2 separate regions of the Sus scrofa genome follow, and region 1 is linked to region 2. The links are chromatin contacts, called in public Hi-C maps. All regions are on one chromosome and are shown on one strand. Each heading gives the region's core, a stretch centred on a gene start, on an enhancer-like site or on the middle of the called end of the contact. The rest is flanking DNA. Distances are from core to core; before and after follow the strand shown. Region 1 holds the start of OGFR (opioid growth factor receptor). Region 2 holds the start of TCFL5 (transcription factor-like 5 protein).

The links. Hi-C and Micro-C count contacts between places; a contact is called where the count stands out from the background.
Region 1: a contact with region 2 is called in a Hi-C map of liver, with 3 times the contacts expected there. The contact joins the promoter of OGFR here to the promoter of TCFL5 in region 2. A contact is called at or near these places in 2 of 5 promoter capture datasets (fetal liver and liver), 5 of 47 Hi-C or Micro-C datasets (blood, embryonic fibroblasts, heart right ventricle and 1 more) and 2 of 2 datasets of contacts at active chromatin or transcription factors (alveolar macrophages and skeletal muscle).

The regions. Positions count from the first base shown.
Region 1 is chr17:62,062,663-62,067,314 of Sscrofa11.1, forward strand. OGFR (opioid growth factor receptor) reads left to right here and starts at 2,821. Exons shown (of 7, transcript XM_021078228.1): 1 at 2,821-3,006. The coding sequence starts at 2,854. It overlaps MRGBP (MRG/MORF4L-binding protein), which reads left to right. Exons shown (of 5, transcript XM_021078245.1): 5 at 1-300.
Region 2 is chr17:62,114,108-62,118,454 of Sscrofa11.1, forward strand. It overlaps TCFL5 (transcription factor-like 5 protein), which reads right to left and starts at 1,562. Exons shown (of 7, transcript XR_002340122.1): 1 at 840-1,562.

The DNA.
Region 1 (4,652 bases), core at 1,571-4,070, 50 kb before region 2:
GAAGCCTATTTTACTAGTGTTTTATATGAAAAAAATGCTGCGAAGTTAAATCCGTGTTGTATTTTTTCCGAGAGGTTTTGTTTTACGGTGATGACTACTGAGCTAACTTTTTGCTCAGTTTTTATATGCCAGATACAGAGAATTTGTAGCGGTTATTTTTGTATTATCGAGCAACTTGCAAACAGACCAAATGAGTGAGTGGAGGGAGGCAGGCCTGTGGGCCCTGCAGCCTGGGCCCCGGGCGGGCTGAAATGCACTTGCTTTTGACGGAGGGACATTAAAACACAAAAAAGCAACCTGGCCGTCCTGTGATTTTGATACCAAACTAAGCTAACGTTTCCTCCAATGGCAAGTTTTCTGTTTTTCAAGATTTGTAGCTGAAGCTACTCTGGAGGTAGGTGAGTCACTGATACAATGTATAGACAAACCAGGAGCAAGTCTCGCGTCGTTACGTTGTTACCTGTGAGCAGCATTTGGGTACAGAAGGCCGAGGTGGGGAGGTAGGGAGGGAGGCGGAGGGAGGCAGAGCTGGTGCCTGGTTCCCAGAGCTGGCTCTTCCCGCGGAGCGGACCTTCCAAGCCACAGAGGAGACGCTCGCCCACATCTGGACAAGCCCCGAGGAGTCTCCGTGCTGCCTGCCGCCACCATCAGGAGACTGGCCACCCCAGGCCTTGCGCGCACGGCTAGCATCCTGCTTCCCAGCAGGGCCGATGCTTATTGCAGCGTCTGGTGTCGGGGGTCTGCCGCCCCCCCAGCCTGACCCCACCCCCCACCCCCCGCCGCCATGCTGGAACCTGGGCAGAAGCTGGTGCCACGCCTGCTTGGGGGCCCTGTGGGCGGGTCTCCAGCAGAGGAGCCACACCCCCACCGAGGTGACGTCCCTTGGGAGGGGGGAGCTGGACCTTGCCCCGGTGCAGCTGTGTGTGACTCACTTGTGACGTGGCAGCCAGGCAGAGTCTGAGAATAGCCCCCGTGGAAAGGGGGCCCCGGCCCTGGCAGCAGAGGGAAGGCCCAGCGTCTCCTACGCTGTCTGCTCGTGGGTTTTCAGGAGGCAGAGGCTGGGTGGCGCCTGCCCACCCAGGTGCTCTCAGAGCTGCCCAACCCTGGAGGGCGCCCCCAGCACCCATCAGCATCCGTCAGAGGCTCCCAGCCCCACAAAAGTCCCAGCCAGGGTCTCTGAGGCCAGGCCTGTGGCGGCAGTCTGCAGTGGGCCAGCCCCGCCCGAGGCCCGGTGGCTGCTCTGTCGCGTGCTCCTCCAGAAACCTCCTTGGCCGTGGGAGGAGGGCGATTTGCAGAAATGCCAGAGCGCCAGACCTCTTGCGGAGTCACTACTGTCCTGGAAAGTCATCCAGCAAGACGGTACCTGGAGCGGTGACGCCGGTGGATGGGCCTGCAAGGGCTTGTTGGCACCAGCACCAAGCAAGGCCAAGATCACAAGGTTCTGTTCAGCTCTGGGCTGTCACCCCCCCCATAGCTCAAGGAATGTCACATCCCCAGGCAGAGGCAGGCTGAGCTGGGGGAGGGGAGTCCACGTCCCCGGTGGCTGGACCGGGCCTTCACCTTCTCACCTCAGCCCCCACAGGCTGCTCGCCCAGCAGTTATCTTGTCCAAATCTGAAAGCCAGAGCGGGGTTTTAGCTCAATGTAAACGGCTGTGTGGTAGTTACAGGAGACGAGTTTTACCCGAGGGGCCACTCCCAATTTTCCCTTCAAGCGGTGGGTCACCAACTTCGCCGGAGCTCCCGCTGCCACCCAGCAGGTGTCCAAGGCAGAGGGTGAGTGAGGGACCCACGGTCACTGGGAAGCGCGGCTGAGTGATCTGTCCAATGTGTGCCCAACCCAGCCGCCATCGGCCACGGCCCAGCCGCAGAGACGCCCCCCTGGGAGGCAGTTAACAGCCTCAGTCTGCGTTGAACGACCCCAGGGGTTCACCCTGGACACTTGGGCCTCTGGGTGTGTGGGGCTCCTGGGAAGCGCAGCAGCACCTGGCCCTTCCTGTAACCCTTAGAAGGCCGCTCGGGGCCAGGAGGCCAGGCCCTGAGGACCTGGCACTAGGGGCTGCTCAGTACTGGAGAGACAGCCTCCTGCGGGCCTCGAAGAAGCAAACTGACCGGTGTGAGCCTTTGGAGGGGACACAGGGGTCTCCGTCCTGCTGCAGCAGCAAGGTGGGCTCAGAGGGTCACTCCCCAAAGGAAATGTGGGGAGATTGCAGCCCCGAGGGCATGCTGGGGACAATGGCCACCCACTCGGGTAGGGTACCCTCATGGGACACCTCCAGGGGGCCACGCATCAGGGGCCCTCCTCCCCGAGGTCATCCTGAGGGGGCACCGCAGTGCAAACAGAATCCTCCAGAAGTGCGTCCTGGGGGAAGGGGTGTGCTGGGGGTCTCTGGGGAGAGATCTTGGGGGGTTGTGTTCTTCCAGGCGATGGTTCTGGAATCTGGGGGGGGGGGGGCAGAAGTCTCCAGGGTGGGGATCTTGGGGCGGAGAGGCGTCCCCCAGGGAACCTTCCGGGCTGGGGGGAAAGGAAGAGGGGTCTGCAGCTTGCTGGCCTTGTGGGGGCACTCTCCCAGGGGACAGGGCTATTCTGGGGGAAGCTCGGGGAGCATCCGGCGGGAGGGCGAGCATCTCCGGAAGGCCTTTCTCGGCAAAGGGAAATTCTCGGAGGGGCCTGGCATCCCGGGGGGGACAGCCTTCCGGGGGCATCCTGGGGCCGGCGTCCCCCCGGCGGGGCGGTGGGAGGCCGCAGCCCCGGGCCCGCCCCCGGCCCGCCCCCGGCCCGCCCCCGCGCTTCCTCCCTCTTTCACTTTCGCTTCCGCCAGAGCGGGTCCCGCCGCCGCCGCCGCCGCCGGAGCATGGAGGACCCGGACTGCGACTCGACCTGGGAGGACGACGAGGAGGAGGACGGCGAGGGCCCGTTTTCCAGGGCCTATGAGGGCGGCGAGGCCAGAGCTCCGGGGACCGCGAGGGCCGAGGCCGAGGAGACCCTGCGGTTCTGCATGCCCCAGGTGCCGCCCCCGCGCGCTGGGGACCCCGCGCCCCTGGGCAGGCCGCGGTGAAGCAGGGAAGCAGGCCCTGCTCCGGGAAGGCCGTACCCCCGGGGCGGGGTGCCAGGGCACCCCTCGGAGACCCGGCTCCGGGCCTGGCACTGCATCGCCAGCTACTGCCCCGTCCCTGGCCGTGATCCCCACGACGCCCTGAGATGGGCCCCCCACCCGCTCTCCCGCGTGCGGTCCCCCACCAGGGCACCCTGCCGGGATCCAGGGCCACCCCCGGACCGTGCCCCCAGGACCAGATCTGCATGATGACACTTCCTCAGGGGATGGCCGGGGCGCATCCCTGACTCCTCTCCCTGCCACATCGCACCCTCCGGCCCTTGGCCCTGTCCTCTGAGTAGTAGATCCCGGCCCTCAGCCCCGCCACCCCCACTGCTCCCCAGCCTCTCTCTCCTGCTGCTCCCTGCCCCCACCCTGGCGCAGCTCAGGGAGCACCTCCCCCTCCCCCACTGCCTCGGCTCCAGCATCGCCCAGGCCACCAGCCCCCAGTCTGCCCCATCCCGGCTGACTCTGCCTGTGCAGCACCCACCCACCCTGGCTGGGCTGGCCTCACGTCTTGGAGGTGGCCTTGGAGGATCTGTTTACGTGGCCCTGAGCCAGGGCGCTCGGCTGTGCCCACTGGTTATTTGCGGTCACCACCGGACCGCTGGTCACTTGTCCCTACCAGCATTTACTCTGTCACCCCTGGTTACTTGTCATAACTAACTGTGGTTACCCGTCATTACCCGTGGTTACTTGCGCTCACTGGGTGGCACGTTCCTGGAGGGGGTGCCATTGCTCCAGCTGGGGCTCCAGGTGACAGGGAGGGCCAGAGTGAGCGCTGTCACCATGTGCACCACTCGCTTTGGGATGAGGGTGACTTGGCACCATGTCTAAGGGGCTTCGAGTTCCAGCCCGTGGCCCCAGGACGGATGCTCGCTCTCTGTAGCAGACGAGAGCCCTGGCTCTCGGCTTTCTCTCTGGGTCTTGGGTCTTGGCGTGACCACCAAGAGGGACGTCCAAGGGCTCAGGGCTGGCCGGGAAGGCCAGTGGCCTCGGCACATGCGCAGTGGTTCAGGCGGGCCCGAGTTCCTCGGGAAGATAGGCTGGGCAGTGGTCGGGTCACAGCCTGGAGTCAGAGGGCAGGAATCTGGCTCTTTGCCCAGCGGATGCCCACCGGGCGTGGCCAGTAGCTGAGGAGCCGGTAGTCCCACACTCCGTGTTCCTAAAGGAGCTTCTGGCCTCTTTCTTCCCTGTCTCCCTCCCGCTGTGGCCTCTGTCCCTTCCCCAAGTCCCAACTCCCTCCTCTCCCCCCACCGCCCCACGCTGGGTCCTGATGCAGCTCCTTGGTGCCTGGTGCTGTGCAGGGCCCGTGGGGCTGGCCCTGCTCCGAGCTACGTGTATGGCCGGGACCCATTCAGGGCCCGTGGGGCTGGCCCTGCTCCGAGCTACATGTATGGCCGGGGTCTGGTCAGGACCCATTCTCTTGAGCCAACCCAGGGACAAGCCTGACTGGCTCCAGGGAGGCGGAGAACTGGAAACTGGCCGAGACGGGAGTGGGGGCCGCTGCTGCGGAGTTTTGGTGTCATGCACTGTGCATTGGCCAAACTGGCACCTGG
Region 2 (4,347 bases), core at 312-2,811:
GCCCCAGAAGTAGGCTAAGTTCCCTGAAACACTGCCATCCCCACCACGCTCTAACGGCTAACAGTCCAGGTTCCAGGCAGGAAATCTGTGACAGTGCACGCCCCGGCGTCATCGTGGAAGTCGCTAGACACCTATCAACGGCGGTGCAGGGGACAAGTTCCAACTTCCTTCTCGCTCACACCGGAGGGCGGGGCTGTGTGTCATCTTTTAGTTACACCTCCCCTCCCATCACGCCTCTGACACCCATCTCTGGCTTTCTGGCCCTCCTCCAAAATCTGATGACGGCGGGCAAAATGGGAAAAAGCCGGGGTGTGGGCCAGAGGGAAAGCTGGGGAGACACCCCAGCGGGTGTCTGCGAGGAAGGAGGGCTGCCTGCTGGAGATCTGTCCTTCCGTCAGGCTGCATGTGTGTGCACAAGACAAGGTCAGCACAACCTGAGCCCCCGGAGCGGGAAGCAAGGGCCTCTCCGGACATCTAGGTGGGTGGTCCGGGGCAAAACCTTTGGCGCTCGGAGCATCGCTACACTTGTCTCAACTCATCTCCCTTCCAGACGCAGCGTGCACCCGAGGCCAAGGCTTTGGGGGCTGTGTGCAGGCGCTGCGAGCTTAGTATGGGCTCGCAGCGCCTGCGAACAGCACACGACCTCGGACCCGCCGAGGTCGGCTCCCTGTTAAGATGCAAGCCAGGAGACTGGCGGTCTCCGCATGGGACCCGGGGGTCGACACCCGCACCGAAGCCGGTGCTTCTCTGCACGGGACCCTGGTCCACACCCTGACCGAGGCGGCCGCTTCTCCGCACAGGACCCTGGTCTACACCCAGACCCGGCGGGATGCACCCACTTGTTGAGCGCCACGCCGGGCTCGGGGGGCTCGGCGCCGCGCGGGGCGGGCGGGGGCTCGGCGGGGATGCTGTTGAAGCGGTCCTCCAGGCGGACGCGCACTGCCGACTTGGCCCGCGCCTCGGGCGCGCCCTCCGCGTTCTCCTTGCCGGCGCCGTCGGGCGCCTTGGGCCGGGGTGCGCCCGGGCCCGGGCCGTCGGCGCCCGGCGTCTTCTCGGCGGCGGGGGGCGCGCCCGCCTCGCTCAGCAGCATCATGCGCAGCTCCTGGAAGTCGATGTGGCCCAGGCACGGGTTGGCGCCCGCGAAGCCGCCGTCGGCCAGCGCGGGCGGGCACAGCACGGGGTACACGGGCGCCGCGCCCCCCGTCGCCGCCGCCGCCGCCGCCGCGCCCCCCGCCGCCGCGAAGCCCCCGGCCGCCGCGCCCGGCGCCGCCGCCGCCAGGAAGGCCGAGTTGAGGCGCGTCTCGAGCTCGCCGTCGGCCGCCGCCGCCTCCATGTGCGAGTAGAGGATGTGCTGCAGCTGCGTGTACTCGATCTCCGTCATCTCCACCAGGCTCAGGTCGGTGGTCGTGAAGCTCAGCCCCGCCTCGCCCAGCGCCGCGTCCGCGCCCTCGGGGCCCGCCGGCCCGCCCGCCTGCGGCGGCTCCCGCGGCCCGGGGCCCGACATGCCGGCGCCAACGGCGGGGGGGCGCGCGGGCGGGCCGGCGGGGCCAGGCCGGGCGGGGCGGGGCGGGGGCGCGGAAACCGCCGGCCGCAGCGCGCCTGCGCCGCCCGCCCGCAACGGCAGCCCCTCCCCGGCGCGGCCCCGCCCCGCGGCCCGGCCGCGCCAACCGCCCGCCCCGCCCCCGCCGCGCCGGCCCCACCCCGGCTGCGCGCGCAGGTCGGGGGCGGGCGGGCGGCCCGAGTGGCCGCGCGAGGGCGCCCAGACCCGAGCGCCGCGGCCTCAAGCCGTGCCCCGCACCGCCCGGTCGGGTATCCGCGGGTCCAGGGTGGCGGGGCCGGCCTTCCGGGGCCCGGCCGGGGAGCAGGGCCCAGGCAGCAGGTGCATCTCTGCGTTCACGGAGCCACGGGGTGCTGTGCAGCGCCCCCTTCTCAGAGTGGCGGGAGCAGTAGGTGAGACAGCTGCCCCGCTCCAGGTGTGACAGGGCGCTCTGTACCTGGTGCAGAGGCAATCAAGGGAATGCACGTGTCGCACGGGCTCATCCCCGCGCAGGGCAAGCCACGCGGGATCAATGCACTCCTCAAACTCTGGCCGGCGAATTGAGTTGGAAAGCACATGCCACGTGGGTCCATCCATTGCAAGTGCGCCATTCAGTGGTCGTGTATCACAGCGCATCACATCCCACCAAAAGTGAAGTCACAGTGTCTCAGAACACTTCACCCAAAGAAATCTCACGCCCATTCAAGCTCTCCCTATGAATGGCATCATACAATAGGTGGGTCTTTAAAAGAGTCACTCCTGCAGGCTCAGAATAATTACTGCACCCACCTCTCACCCACACCCACATCTCAACCAGAAGGGAATGATGGCTTACAGGACAGCTGATTAATCATTTAGAAAAGAGTTAGCACTTTTCCCACCCCTAAGATAAAAATTAGTTTCAGGTAATTGCAATACCTAAATTTGAAAAGCAAAATTGGAGTTCCATTGTGGCTCAGCGGTAACGAAGCAATTAGTATCCATGAGGAAGCAGGTTGGATCCCTGGCCCCACTCAGTGGGTTAAGGATCTGGCGTGGCTGTGTCTGTGGTGCAGGCCAGCAGCTGCAGCTCCCGTTCAACCCCTAGCCTGGGAACCTCCATGTGCTGCACCTGCAGCCCTAAAAAGACAAAAAAAAAAAAAAAAAACCCAAAAAAACCTATAAGGGAAAAGAACATAAATACACACGGCACTGAATCACTGTTCTAAACACCTGAGGCTGACACCTGTAAATCAACTATACTTCAAGTTAAAAAAATAAATAAAAAGCAAGTTAAACAACTGCTAAATATACAGAACGATATTGATAAACTCTTTGAGAAAATTCTAAGCACGACACCATCACAGACCATAATGTGTGCAAAACTGCCCTGGGAATCTTGTTTAAAAGTAGGTTCTAAATCAGCAGGCCTGGGGGCGCCCAGAATCCCGCCGTTTTAAGGAGCCACCAGTTGACCCTGTGCTGCCGATCAGCAGACCCCCCACGTAGAGCAGCAGAACCACGGAGGACAGCGAGATGCAGTGTTTATAAGGGAAAATAGGAGTTCCCATTGCGGCTCATTGGGTTCAGGACCCCGCGGTGTCTTCCTGAGGATGCGGGTGGGCTCCCTGGCCTCCCTCAGGGGGTTAAGGATCTGGCATTGCCACCAGCTGCCAAAGTACGTTGCAGATGAGGCTCGGATCCCGCCTTGCTGTGGCTGTGGTGCAGGCCGGCAGCAGCAGCTCCCACTCAACCCCTAGCCTGGGAACGTCCATATGCCGCAGGTGCAGCTGCAAAAAGAAAAACGGGGAGAGAGAGAGAGAATAAAATCAAGATTATAACCAACCGGGCTTTTCCTTTACTGGAAATAAAGACTATTGGCACCTATATCGGGTTTTTTTGTTTCTTGATTTGGGTGGATTCCTTTCAGAGAGCAGTTTTTGAGCCCTCTTTTAATGAGACGTGAAACATGAGAGTGCTCTGGCTTTAGTGGGGCTTACTTTTAAATACCATGTGAAGAAAAGCACAAAACGTGCTTTTTTCAGAGCCTGAATATGGCTCCCAATGGTTCTGGCCTGGCCGCCGGGAGGCAGCCCTCAGCGGAGGGGTCAGGCAGAGCCTGGGGGCGGGGGGAGCAGGCGGGTGGGAGAAACGCTCCAGCCTGGCTCCCCTGAGCCCAGAGAGGTCCTCTGCCCCAAACGTGCCAGAAAAAACGAAGCCCAAACAGCCTCTGGACAGCTGTGAGGCGCCAGCCTCCGAGGCCATCAGGAGCCGCTCTTGCCCGGCCGTCCCCAGGGGGGAGGACCACCAGCAGGTGGCAAAGTCAGTTTAGCGGCTCTGGGCCAACAACCAGAGGCCCAAGCACAGCACTGGGGTGACCCTCCAGTAACCGGGCAAGTGCTGGACCTGACACTATTGTGCAAACATCCGCATTTGGTGAGACCAGCAAGGCTGGGTATCAAAAACACGTAAAGATATGACAGGAAAAGAAAACCACAGAGCCATAGCGGACATGGGAGTTCCTACTGTGGCTCAGCGGTGATGAACCCGACTACTATCCTTGAGGACATGGGTTCGATCCCTGGCCTCGCTCAGTGGGTTAAGGAGCCAGTGTTGCCGTGAGCTATCGTGTAGTCACAGACACTGCTTGGATCCTGCGTGGCTGTGGCTGTGGCTGTGGCTGTGGCAGGCAGCTACAGCTCTGATTCAACCCCCAGCCTAGGAACCTCCATATGCCACGGGTGCAGCCCTAAAAAGGAATCCCCCCCAAAAAATATATATATATAGGACGCAAATGCATAAAAATTCTTAACAAAATCTTAGCAAATCGA